Linked DNA regions of Mus musculus: regions 1 and 2 are each linked to region 3. The links are chromatin contacts, called in public HiChIP or PLAC-seq maps. All regions are on one chromosome and are shown on one strand. The core of a region is the stretch at or near the end of the contact, and the rest is flanking DNA. Distances in the headings are between cores, read along the strand shown. Region 1 overlaps Sap30bp (SAP30 binding protein). Region 2 holds the start of Itgb4 (integrin beta 4). Region 3 holds the start of Tmem94 (transmembrane protein 94).

Region 1 (4,036 bases), core at 556-3,055, 190 kb before region 3:
GGAAGCTGAGGTGGAGGGGACACATGTAAATAACACATCCTACCAAGCTCCAGAGACTGACTTTTAGGGAAAGAGCATGCCTGGAGAAGCGCTGGGGGAGGGAAAGGGGAGGAGCCACCATCCAAAGCATTTACCAGTTTCTACAGTATAAATTCAGTCCTGCCTAAGCTCAATCTCAGGTTGCCAATGTGGAAGACACTGAACTCAGAGCTGTTAGAGACATGTGTCAGCTTCATACTTGGCACTGCCCTTTCCGGTTGGTCTGGGTCTGTCCTGCCTTGGCTATAAGAAACTGTGTTAAGGTTTTGGGTCCCAAATAGCTTGTGCATAAAAAGACCTGAACAAAAGGCCTGATTCTGACACAAGAACCACAACTCCCGAGGGCAATCAATCCCCTCAGAACACTGCCCACCCAAGCCTCGCCTCCTCTCTCCCCATTCCCTTCCCTGACAGCCTCCGGCCACCCCAGGACCTCAGAGTCGGCTCTGGAGCACACAGACAATGGGCTGATTGTTGTAAGATTCTGTCATGCTCTTTGAAACATTCCTCATGAAAAGAACCATACAATGTGCAAACAGTGGCAGACAGCACAGGGTGGGGCAGGAGGAAGGCAAGCACCAAAAAGCCACCACCAATAGCATCTAGCCCAGCAGGGGGACCTACTGTGTGCCAGGCCCTTCTCTAAGCCTGTCCTAGGAACAGCTCTAGAGAGCTGAAGAGGGTCTGTGGGAAGGCTTAGGGTAGCATGGCAGGGGGCTGGGGGGAGGCGCAGGGTGGCATGGCGGGGGGGGGGGGCTGGGGGAGGCGCAGGGTGGCGGGGGTGGGGCTAGGGGAGGTGCAGGGTGGCATGGTGGGGGTCTGGGGGAAGGCGGAGGGTGGCATGGTCTTCCTGGTCTCTAGTCCAAGGCTGTTTTTTTTTTTTTCTTTTTAAGATTTTACTTTTTAAAAATTATAGGCATGTCTGTGTGTGGTACCCTAGGAGTCCAGAGAGGCATCAGATCCCTTGGAGGTGACATTTATCAGAGGTTGTAACCCCCAGACATGGGTCCTGTCTATGAGCAGAATGTGTTACCTGCTGAGCCTCCCCTACGGTCATGATTCTAAAATAATTCCAGGTCTTAAGAGATTAAAACAAAACAAAAGGGAAAAACAAACAAACAAAAAAGAAAAACTAGGTGTGTGTAGGGGGAAACCCCTCATTTAGGGCCCCAGGCTGGCCTAGAAGGGACTCTCCTGCTTCAGCCTTTCGATTGGCTGGGATTGCAAGTGTGCACTGTGCACCCAGCATGGGTTAATGTTTTCTTCTTAGCAGATAAGGTGCTTTGATCTCTGCATAGTTACCATCCCTGTGCTGAGTAAGACAAGGCCTTCAAGACCCTGGAGACTCTAATGACTTCCAGGACAGTTACTGTGGATCGGGCCTGTGCACACTATGAACACACTGAGGCCAGGGGTCAGGCCTGAGGCAGTCTTAAAGCATAAGTACAGCCTGGGCTTCGTAGATGTCAGTGGTTTTAACTAGACACACCCAGAGCACAGGCTGGGCGACAGATCAAAGGTCATGCTGTGGCCTGAGATGCAACTGCAGTCGAGAACAGTCCCCACAAGGGGGATAGGATACACACTTGCCGCTGCACCATGCCTTTCTGCCACCTCCCAACTGGCCCTCAGGCAGGGCACTACCCAGCTCTGGCAGGCAGTCAAGCCAAATCTTGGTTTCTTCCTTTTTCTTAGCCCTGGGGTAAGACGTTGGTCTAGGTCTGAGCTCAGTCTGCAGAGGCCAGCCCAGAGTGGAAGCGGGTGGAAAGAGCTGGCTAGGGCATTTTGTGAACATTCATAACAAAACCAAGGCTTGGCAGGCGCTGGGCCACAGAGGGTATATGTGCACGTGACACAGACAAAGAATGCCCTTTGCCATTTGCCAGGAAAGCTTTTTAGAAAAACAGGGTGTGCCACGGTTACTGTAGCAACCCCCCACCCTCTGGGACATAAGTGACAGAGAGTATGGAGGAGGAGGGAGCCTCATAAATTGGGGTAGAAACAAGAGTATTCCTGGGAAATAAGTGACAAGAAGGTGACATATGCTGGACAACAAAATAAAAGTATACTTCAGAGACTTGAGGACAGACTTGAGTGCCTCCTCCCTGAGTCCTAGAATGTGCCCAGTACAGAGAACAGCTGCTCTGCAGAGCGGCCAGAGCCCCTAACCATCTCAGGAAGTGTCAGCAGTGTGCCCGCAGACACTTGCCACAGTGCCTATGCCTTGGCTATGCTAGGGGTAGCTCCATTTACTATCCACAAAGCCTGTTGTCAGCATGAGTCACATCCTGCTAACGCCTCTGTCAGAAAACATCTGCAGTATCCATGGCCACCAGGTGGGAACCTAAGCAGAGTAGCTAGTTCCAGGGACTCAGACTACGGCAGGGGAACAGGGACAGAAAGCCCAGTGGGGCCGAGGACACTTGCAGAATACTTAACTGGCTGTAAGAAGGGGCTCCTGAGTGATTTGAAGACCCCTGGACTACACCCAATACTGTTCCAGGCCCGTGGGGCAGGCAGCTGTCAGGAGCTAGAGCACTGGAGAAGCCCGTGAGTTGGCTAGTCCTTTGAAAGCCATCCTGTTGAAGAGTTGACTTACCACCCACTCCTCAAAGAGAAGAGTACTCACCCTACGCAGGTGACAGTGCACTGTGCCCGCCACGAGAGGGCAAATAACAGACTATGTCGGCTACATCGAGAGGTCCTTTCGTCAAAACAGACAAATGTAAAGGAACACCTATTCTCAGCAGTGTGCGTGCAACCTCTAAGGAACCTGCTTAAGGGGAAAGCCAGGCAGGAAAGCAATGATCCACCAGGCGCTCAGCCTGGGGCAACTCTGCTCTCAAAGGGACACTTATCGGCAGGCTGCAACTCTGTCAAGCATCCTATCACGCAAGGAAGGCCTTCATAACACAATGACCCAGCCCAAGTGGTTGTCAATAAGCCTCATTTATATGAAACTGTTAAAATAGGGCTGAACTTCCATCAAGATCACATCTTGCCAGGCATGGAGGCGCACGCCTTTAATCCCAGCACTCGGGAGGCAGAGGCAGACGGATTTCTGAGTTCGAGGCCAGCCTGGTCTACAAAGTGAGTTCCAGGACAGCCAGGGCTACACAGAGAAACCCTGTCTCGAAAAACCAAAAATAAGTAAGTAAGTAAATAAATAAATAAAGTCTTACTTGAGACTGAAGGAAGACACCGCCTGCACAGGGGACCTGAGCACCAGGAACCATTAGGAAGGATAGGAAAGTGGAGGTGTTCCCCTTGTAAAAGATGTTTGTTTGGTACGGCTATCACAGATACAAATGTCTATCAAATCCACCAATGGCACACTTTTACTCTTTGAATTACATCTCAGTAACGCTATTTCACACACACAGCCCAGAAGCAGAGTGTCATGGCAGTTCCTGTAATACTAGATCTATGAGAGGCTAAAGTATAGGACCAGCAGGTCAAAGCCAGCCTGGGTTACACAGGAAGAGGACAGACAGTCCAAAGCCAGCCTAGGCTACGTAGTTTTAAGGCAAGTCTATGCTACATACACTAATCTTTAAAAAAAAAAAAAAGTCAAAACAAACCCAGAGGAGAAGAGCCAAGCTGATTATGGAAGAAGTCCAGTTGATGCACCCACATGTGCACCACTTCTGACCCTGTTCATGTGAGTGGAGCGCACTGCCGTACTGGTTCATGGCCAGGTTGTTCTCTGGCCTAAACCTTGAAGTTTCTCGGTGGTGAACAGCAGAGTGAAGTGGGACCTAGATGGAAGCGGCTTCAGCTTCCACTACACCTGGCCTTGTGTATCACCCACCGCCGAGGCTGCTGGCTTCTGATTAGATGTGTGCTGTGCCTCCTCTGCCCTTAAGCTGTCATATCCCGTGTCATTTTCTAAAGAACAAATTCTAGTGTTTAAGGAAGCCCTGGTTTTAATTTGCACGGGTCATGTAAATGTGTTTGAGTGTGCATGCGAGTCATTTGTCTGCACGTTCCTACTGAG
Region 2 (4,369 bases), core at 1,831-4,330, 210 kb before region 3:
CCCTGCCATCCTCCTCCTCCTGCAAAGCCATAGTGGATACACGATGTCTCTACAGCACTGGTCTGCAGCATGGACTCCCTGGATCCCCACCAGAGCTCTGCAGGTCAGGTGAGACACTCCTGTGTAAGTTTGGAGCTGGAGGCTCAAGCTGCATGTACATGGTGGATCGTGCCTATAATCCCAGCGCTTGGGAGGTGGAAGAGATGGCGGCTATCACGGTTAGCTGGCCACTGGGGGTACTCTGCTTGTCAGTGGAAGAGATGAGGAGTTTTATACCTGTTTTCTGCACTACCTCTTTCTTGCCATCCCTGCAGTGACCACAGGCCCTGAGACCTTTGTCCTGTCTGAGGAAGAGCTCTCTGGCCTTTGTGGACTCTGGGCTCTGAGGTTGATCCAGTACCAGATCTCTTGGAGCTGGTTTCAGCAAAGGCAGGGTGGGCTTTTATTATGTCTCTGCCTGGCAGTTCCCAGTGGGTGGAGCTATGGTCTCTCAGTAGGTAGGCTTCCTCTACAGGGCTCTGACCCCTGCTGCCTGTTCTGTACCAATTGTAGTGTTCTTTGTGCAGGTGGTGGGACCAAGAAGAGAGGCGCTGGCTTGAGCGTGGCTGCTGTCTGTGTTCTACACCGCTGGCTCACCAGTGTGGCTCCTAAACACCCTGCTTTCTACCCAACTACCCCAGAGTTTCAGGACACCCAAGCAGGACCTGGGGTTAGTTTAGGAGCCCCTGTTGCCCTCTGTCACACAATGGTGGCCATTAGAGTATTGGAAAAACCATCTCAGGGCACCAGAAGCCTTCAAGGTCTCTGAAAAGATGGGCAGCTCAAAGCCTTGTCAGGGAAGAGCCTGGCTCCAGAGCTACCAAGGTCTGCACAGAGGAGGGCAAAGGTCAGGGCTACACCTTTTCTGTTTAGGGCCAGAACTTCCAGGGGCACAGACAAGGTCACATCCACTGTCCCTCCACCTTGGATCCTTTCTTAGCACCCCCACATTGTAGGGCAGGGAACAATTGCAGGGTCTGTAAGGCTGAGGCCCTCTGTTCAGAAAAAAAGAAAAAAGTAGGCAGGTACAGTCCCCTGCATCCAAGGGTCCCTAAGGAGGCAGACATCAGTCCCAGCATGTCCACAGTCAGAGCCAGCATGGAGAAGTCACCCTAACAGGGTAGTGGCTAGAGGGGAGCCCTGAATCAGCAGAGGCGTGACTCCTAGGAGAAATGAGTTTCTTACAGCCTTGGGCGTAGGCACCACACCCACACGCTACATAATGCAAGCTGCAGATTTGGCCTCCTCAGGGCTCAATTACCTAGGCAGGTATAGGCACCAGAGGGACAAACCCAGCTCTTACACAGACCCAGAATACAGGGCTGTCCCAAACAGACAGGACGGCAACACACACCCAGCATGTCAGCAAAGGGTTAACAAGGCATCTATCTGCACAGGACCCCAGTGGGAGAGGCTTGCCTGTGTGTGCCTTAGGACAGATGAGGCACTGAGGCTGTGGAGCCTCCCATTCCAGCAGTCAGCACTGGGAGGGTCTGGCGGGGATTTGGGGGCAGTGTAGATTCCACACTGAACCTACACACACACACACACACACACACACACAGGAACTATATAATGTAAAGGCCTAGGCAGACACTCGAGTGTTTGCTTCGACCCAAATTGTATTTTAAAAGTTCTAAAAGTAGTCGCCTAGTATAGAAACAAGATTCCACATAAAGACTAGGACTGAGGATGCCATCACAGAGTGTGTAGCCATGGCAGGCTGGGCCAGACAGGACAGCAGTTCTTGAAGCTGTAACAGCCCCTTGCCTACCCTGTCAGCTATTGGAAGTCAGAGTTAAGGAGTCAAACGCTCATTTTCTGCTGTCCATTCTCTCAGCCCCCAGGAGACTCGATTTTCACTTTTAGTGAGGGTAGAAACAAACGTGCCATCTGGGTTGAACCTATGCTCAGGGTGTGGCAAGTCTGTCAGGAAGAAGGAAGAGGTCTGCCCCTACCCTTGGGAGCCACCTGGAGTCCCGGGCCACAGTGACAGCCAGAAGGCTCCTCCAAGGATCGTGGGAAAGAGTGTATGGCGGGGCCAAGTGCTCGCGGGACTGCTGGATGAGATTCTGAAAGGTCCCCCAAACAAAGGTGCCTGGAGCGGGCTTTGGGAAGAGAGCAGGCTGCGGGCCAGCCAAGAGGAAAATCAGGGACTCCCCACGCCTGACATGCACCCGGGTCACCACACAGCAGGTCCTGTCAAGCCGGACAAGAAGGGGGCTTGCTGCAAGGTAGTTAAGTTGTTCCTCTACTGTCTTCAGATTCAGGGGAGGTAGCACTCAGAGGGCTGGTGAGCCCCCAGCCTCTACCCACTCCTATTACCCACCTACCCAGTGTCCTTTTCTAGCAGGGGTATCTGATGTTCACCATTCTTTCCCTAGATCCCAACTACCCCGCTCCCAGCTGTCCCCTTCCCACATCCTGGCAGGGTTGGCACCTGTCCTGGCAGCATGGGCAGAGGGAGCCAGGGCCTGCCAATCTTCAGGGAAGGGAAGGGAAACAAAAGCCCCGGGCGGGAGTGGGTATTCACTTTCCTCTCCAGCCCTGTTGTCCCGGGGCACCGGGGCGGGCGGTGTGCCCTCGGATCTGCAGCGGGACCTGCACCTACCTTAGTGAGACTACCTCGGACTTGGGCTGCGTTGGGTCGAGCTGAGCGCGCGGGCGAGCCCGGCGGGACAGCAGGGCGGGCGGCGGCGGGCGGGAGCCAGCAGCGCTTTATGGACGGGCGGCGCAGGTAGGAAGGAGGCGCTGGTGAGTCAGGCGGACTGCATTCCTGCGCGCTGCGCGCACCTGTCGGGGCAGGAGCTGGGGTGTCGCCGCAGCCGCCAGGCCCGCCCCCCGGAAAGGGCTGCGGCTCAACCGGCGCCGGCCCCGAGCCCCGAGCCGCCGCGGAGGGGGCTGGAGGAGGAGCCACTCTTCCCTGCAGCACAGACCGGGGCTCCGTCTTCCCCACCCGTCCAGGCTCCCAGATCGGGTCCCCGGGCCGCTCCGGGTCGCGGGTCCGCTTCTTAATACAGTGAGCCCAGCTGGGTCAGTCCCGCTGCCTCGACGGTCATCGGGTCGTGCACCACCCTCTCCGTGTCAGCGCGAGGATAGGTCGTGCCCCAAACTGGTAGGGAGACTTAGCACTCTTGGACTGCTGGCCACTGGGTTCTCTCTGCCTCTACTAGAGGAACCGATAGGCAAGGACTGGGGCCTCTAGGTTTCTTCGGATACTCAAATCTCCTTAAAATGTAATTGTAGCCATCAAGAGGCCACGTGACCTAGTGTGGAGTAGCACTCATGGATTGTTACAGTGTTGGTGACAAGCTGATTCACAAATCTTACTCTTGCGGCAGGCTCTCGAGTGCCTTCAGGCCCCGTTTCTGTTTAATAATGAGTCCGTTGAGGCGCTGCAAGAACCCAACTCTAGTCTCACCAGGTTAGCTAATGCTCACCGCTGGCACTGGACCTCCTCAACCCGTGGGGGCTTCAAGCTCGCCAAGTGTCAGAGCCAGAGTATGCAGTCTGAAACTCAGCCAGATTTATCCTTATATTTGAAGACCCTGAACTAATGTTACAAGATCTTTAGTTTTCTTCGGCTTTGCCACATCCTCTGTTGGTTTCTAAGTCTGGTCGGAGAATATGGCCTTTTCCCACTGTGTAGTCCAGGCTAGTCTTGAACTTGGGGTAATTCTTCTGCCCCTGCCTTGCAAGTGCTGGGATTACAGGCATCCATCACCACACCTGTCCTTTTATTATCTTCCTTTTGATTCGGTGCTTGGTATGGAACATAGGTCTTCATGCGTATCAGCCATGTACTCTACCACTAAACTAGACCTCCAGACCAGAGTATGGCTTCTTTATGGCATTTGCTATACTGGTTTGAAATGATCATCCCACTGGACTGTGGACTCGGAGAACCCATGTTTTCTGCCCCAACCTGGGGTAATCCAAGTTAGGAGAGGTGGAGAGGCCTATGCCCAGGTCTGGGCTAGAGAGAAGGGAGGTTTTTGTTTTTTTGGTTTTTTTTTTGTTTTTTGGTTTTTTTTTCACCAGCCCAGCCCCAGCCCTGGTGCCTGGTACATAGAGGAGTTAAAAAAAAAAAAAAAAAAAAGTGTGATTGGGTAAGATGTCTTAATGGGTCAAGGTGCCTGCTGACAAACTTCATGACTTGAGTTTGATTCCTGGTGGGACTCATTGTCACAAGGTCTCTGTGGTGTGTACATCCATCCCACCCTCTCACATAAACAAATGAGTAAAACGAGTCTGTTGGGGCACTGCTGTTGTGTAGCAGGCCTTTCATCCAAGCACTCAGGAGGCAGAGGCAGGTGGATCTCTGTGAGTT
Region 3 (4,139 bases), core at 1,037-3,536:
AGAAAAACCCAGCAAACTCTGGCTCTGCCTAACATTCCCAAAGCGGTGCTGCTGTCTTTTGAGTTTGCTGCAGCCCAGGGCAGGTTTATACGCCTCTGTGTCTCTCATCAATAACGTCTTTCCTCGTTTCCCGGTAGGTTCTGAGAACTTCCCGCAAAGGAAGGCTGCTTAGCACAAGAGTCTTCTTCCAGTGGATCCCGAAATTATAAAAACCGAGATCACACGATTATGTTAAAACTCTATCAGTGGCCGGACAGTGATGGAGCACGCCTTTAATCCCAGCACTCGGGAGGCAGAGGCAGGAGGATCTCTGACTTCGAGGCCAGCCTGGTCTACAAAGTGAGTTCCAGGACAGCCAGGGCTACACAGAGAAACCCTGTCTTGAAAAAACAAAAACCAAAAACAACTCCATAGTGAGATGTACCAGGGTTAGGGAGGAGAGAGCGTCAAGGTTGGGTTGAAATCTGGCCCTTTCCCTCCTTCCCACACCATGTGACCAGCACTGTTTACTACCAAGCCGGCAGCCGCAGGCCAAGCTGATGATTATACAAACCCCTGATCACCAAACCACAATGGCTGAGTCTTCTGGAAGGAAAACTTTCCGATTCTGCAGCGGCCTAACCTTTACTTCACTTAAGCCCGCCTGCAAACTAGACTTTCAAACCCTATTACAGAAACTTATCTTTTCAGCCATGGAAGACAGCGCAGTGAACAGAACACAGACACAATAGCAACGGAATAAAAACCACCGACACGGGGTTACCGGTTACCGCAAGGTGCAGTGGGAGACCAGGAGCCTTCTCACTCGGAAATCAGGGGTGTCCTTAGAGGCCCCGAAGGTCTTTCCAGCTCACTGACCACGACAGGTTAAATAATACCTAGCGTGTCGGCAGTAAGCATCTGACTGCTGTATAGAAATTGATTCTGGAGTCCAATTTAGGGGAAAGGAGCAGGGAGGAGCACAAGGACTGTGACCTTTATTGCTAATTCGTTCTTCAGGAGGTAAGCCTTCCAAACGGTTGAGGTTGACTCTCTTCCCTGGGAGCTGGCACTTCCTAGCCACTTAAAATAGAAATGTCAAGTGTTTTCTGATTTCTTTCCCTCTTGTGGCCTGGCCAGCCTCCTGCCTGTCTTCTAACCATCTATTGAGGTCTTATACCAAGTGGAATGTGCAGAGGCGGGCGTTCAAGGGCAGTTACCTCTCAAACTACCTGGGGGTACTGATTATCAAAGAGGTAGCTTGTTAATGCAGTGCTCGCCAGACTCTAGGTTCCCCTGCTTGTAATTCTGCCAAGAGAGAAGTGACAGCGAATACAGCCGGTGACATTCCACTGCAGAGTGTCCGGGGACTCTGTCTGAACTGCTAATTCGTTCTCCAGGATGAGCCTACACTGTACAATGGTCTGACTCTGAAAGTGACCGTCAAACTTTTCTATTCCCTCCGTCACTCTTATTTGTTGTTGCTTTAGGTACTGAACCTTCCCCCAAGGCTTTTAACTGTAGGGTTTCGCGGTAGGGAAAAAACAGGGAAACTGCTTTACAGAACTGCAAAGGCTGTGGTGCTACGCTGGCTTCCGAAGCATCTTTATGTGACTCTAAAATCGGGGAAGCACGCCCCAACTGCAACATCGCAGCCTTGCACTGAACTGGAAGTCCCTCGCAGTGTCTAGCAGGCGGGCGGGTGCAGAGATCCCGTCCACTCCGGGCGGCGAGCACAGCGCGCGCTGTGGCAGAAAACCGCCTTTATTTGGGCCGGGGACACCCAGGGGCCTACAAATAAACACTCGTGGCATCAGGATTGGCAGTCGCTGGCCCGGGGCCCAGCCACGGCGGACCTGGGCCAAGGGTTCTTTGTTGGACACAACCTTTATTTCTGACGTGGGACCCCGGCAAGGGGCAAGCCAGGACAGAGAGGGGACATGAGAAAACGAAAACAAACAAACCAAAAAACCCTTGAGGACGTGAGGGAAGGAGCCGGCCCGGAGTTGCAGGCAGGCGCCGGCCGGCCCCTCTCCTCCAGCACAGAGAGACACCCCCTTTGGTGCCACTTGCTAGGTGCACACCCCAGGCGCTCCTCGCCTCGGGTAGGAACTCAGAGGGCGCAGCAGGCCGAGCCCCACGCCCCCTTGCTCCCCACTTCGGGCCGCGGGCCTTCTCGTACTTACCGGGGCCCCCTCGGACGGTCTTCCTCGCCCGCGTCCTCACCCCTCCCTGCCCCCTCCTCACTTCACCTCCCCGCCTCCAGGGGCCGCAGCCATGTCCGTTGTGGGCAACTCTGAGGAGGCTTGCCGCCTTCCCCCAGCAACAGACGCGCAGGCCAACAAGCCAAAGATCCCGACGCTGATTGGTTGAAATTCGAGGTAGGCGGAAGATTCTGATTTGTTATTGGCTGTTTGGTGCGCTCAGCTGTAACCTCCACCGCCCCTCCGGGAGCCTGGCGGAATTGTGTGATTGTTACTCTAAAGCGATCCGGGGAAGCCTGGGTCCTATCTCCGGCACGAAGCTCCCGCGTTTTTAGCGCTATAGAACCAGACTAGAGGCAATCATACAATTTCCTCCCCATTAGTTTACCCACTAAATTTTTCTAGAGCCATGGTCAGGTGATACCTTCTGCCCTTTATTATTTTTTAATGAGGCCCTTGAAAAATCGCCTTATCTGTATTTTCTTCAATTCTTCCTTAATCTTTAAAAGTCCCTCAGTACTAATATTATGGACCAACCAAAGCTGGAGAATCTAAAGCAATACTGTTATTTCACCCTCAGTTCATTTGAAATCTAAAAGGAAAAACAAGCTTGAAAACAACTTTTTTTTTCTAGACTAATTAGAGAAATCGCTTGGGAACCCTCTCTTGGGAAAACAAAATAAGCCTGTGTCAGTATTTACTTCCATTTTCCCAGAGATCTAAGTCTGGAAGGGTTGCTTTTAGAAAAAAAAAAAAAAAGTTTTTTTTTCTGTTTATGAAGTCAGAAAGGGTCATATCTGGTCCTGGGAAAAAAGAGCCCCTTCCTTATAATAATGAATTTAATCATGCGATTACAATCCCTCTTTTCGGCTAGACAAGAAGCCATTTTACTGATTTAACTCTGTTTAAACCAGTTCAGCTGTTACCTTGAACACTCATAGAACCTTGGCACAAACCTTCAACACAAACATCTGTAGTTTATCACTACAGATGGAGAAGTCCAAATCTCTCCACATAACCATAGATGCTCATAACATGATGGAGATAGCCACATAGCCACTTTCAGGGCTCATTGCCACATGGACTCACTACAGTCTTAAACATGCTGGAGTACTTTGTTCAGTAGCTCTCTGAGCTTTTACATTTCTTTGCAGCTAATAACAGCCAAAATGCAGCCAGGCAGTGGTGGCACACGCCTTTAATCCCAGCACTTAGGAGGCAGAGGCAGGAGGATTTCTGAGTTTGAGGCCAGCCTGGTCTACAGAGTGAGTTCCAGGCCAGCCAGGGCTACACAGAGAAACCCTGTCTCAAAACAAACAAACAAAACCCCCAGCCAATATGCAAATACATGCCCGTGTGAAACTTTAGCCCAAACACTCCCTTCCCATGCTGCTTCCCTGTCTGTTGCACAGAACTGGTTAGTTACCTGGGTCTGGGGTCTTTCTACTTCATTCCACAAAACCTGGAGCCCTTGGGGAATCCTGCCTTAGTTAAGGTTACGCTTGCTGTGATAAAACACCATGATCAAAGAAGCATGAGGGAGGGAAGGCTTTATTCAGCTCACACTTTGGTTCATCCTCAAGGAAGTCAAGATAAGAACTCAGTCAGGACAAGAAAAACTGAGCAGGAACCTGGTGGCAGGAGCTGATGCAGAAGCCATGGGGAGGGGCCACTCACTGGCTTGCTCCCCGGGGCTTGCTCAGCCTTTCTTACAGAACCCAGGACCACCAGCCCAGGGATGGCCCCACCCACAGTAGGCCCTCACCCAAATGTCCTAAGGCTTGCCTACACCCAGATCTTACGGGGCAATTTTTTATTTTTTTATTTTTATTGTTTTTGTAAAAAGTTATTTGTGGGGCTATTTTCTGAATTGAGCTTCCCCCCTTTCTGATGACTCTAGCTTGTGTCACGTTGACATAAGACTAGCCCATACAGGGGCTGGTGAGATGGCTTAGT

The links. HiChIP or PLAC-seq counts read pairs in DNA pulled down with a chosen protein or histone mark.
Region 1: a contact with region 3 is called in a FOXA1 HiChIP or PLAC-seq map of pancreatic cancer cells. The contact joins the enhancer-like site here to the promoter of Tmem94 in region 3. A contact is called at or near these places in 3 of 39 promoter capture datasets (hippocampal neurons and liver), 1 of 115 datasets of contacts at active chromatin or transcription factors (pancreatic cancer cells) and 3 of 9 other capture datasets (adipose tissue, embryonic stem cells and liver).
Region 2: a FOXA1 HiChIP or PLAC-seq map of pancreatic cancer cells shows a contact between it and region 3. The contact joins the promoter of Itgb4 here to the promoter of Tmem94 in region 3. A contact is called at or near these places in 4 of 39 promoter capture datasets (the C10 cell line, hippocampal neurons and liver), 1 of 115 datasets of contacts at active chromatin or transcription factors (pancreatic cancer cells) and 3 of 9 other capture datasets (adipose tissue, embryonic stem cells and liver).

Annotation. Positions count from the first base shown.
Region 1 is chr11:115,953,155-115,957,190 of GRCm38.p6, reverse strand. The region is part of intron 4 of Sap30bp (SAP30 binding protein); the gene reads right to left. Among named protein-coding and RNA genes, the nearest start is that of Gm39474, 12 kb to the right of the region's middle. Within about 2 kb of position 1,805, at least 176 of the 459 cell types and tissues checked have an H3K27ac peak or open chromatin away from gene starts, as enhancers often do. A contact at or near this core is called in adipose tissue, embryonic stem cells and pancreatic cancer cells, where this site is marked.
Region 2 is chr11:115,973,436-115,977,804 of GRCm38.p6, reverse strand. Itgb4 (integrin beta 4) reads right to left here and starts at 3,080. Exons shown (of 40, transcript NM_001005608.2): 1 at 2,651-3,080; 2 at 1-19. The coding sequence starts at 9.
Region 3 is chr11:115,763,580-115,767,718 of GRCm38.p6, reverse strand. Tmem94 (transmembrane protein 94) reads right to left here and starts at 2,286. Exons shown (of 32, transcript NM_028014.3): 1 at 2,166-2,286.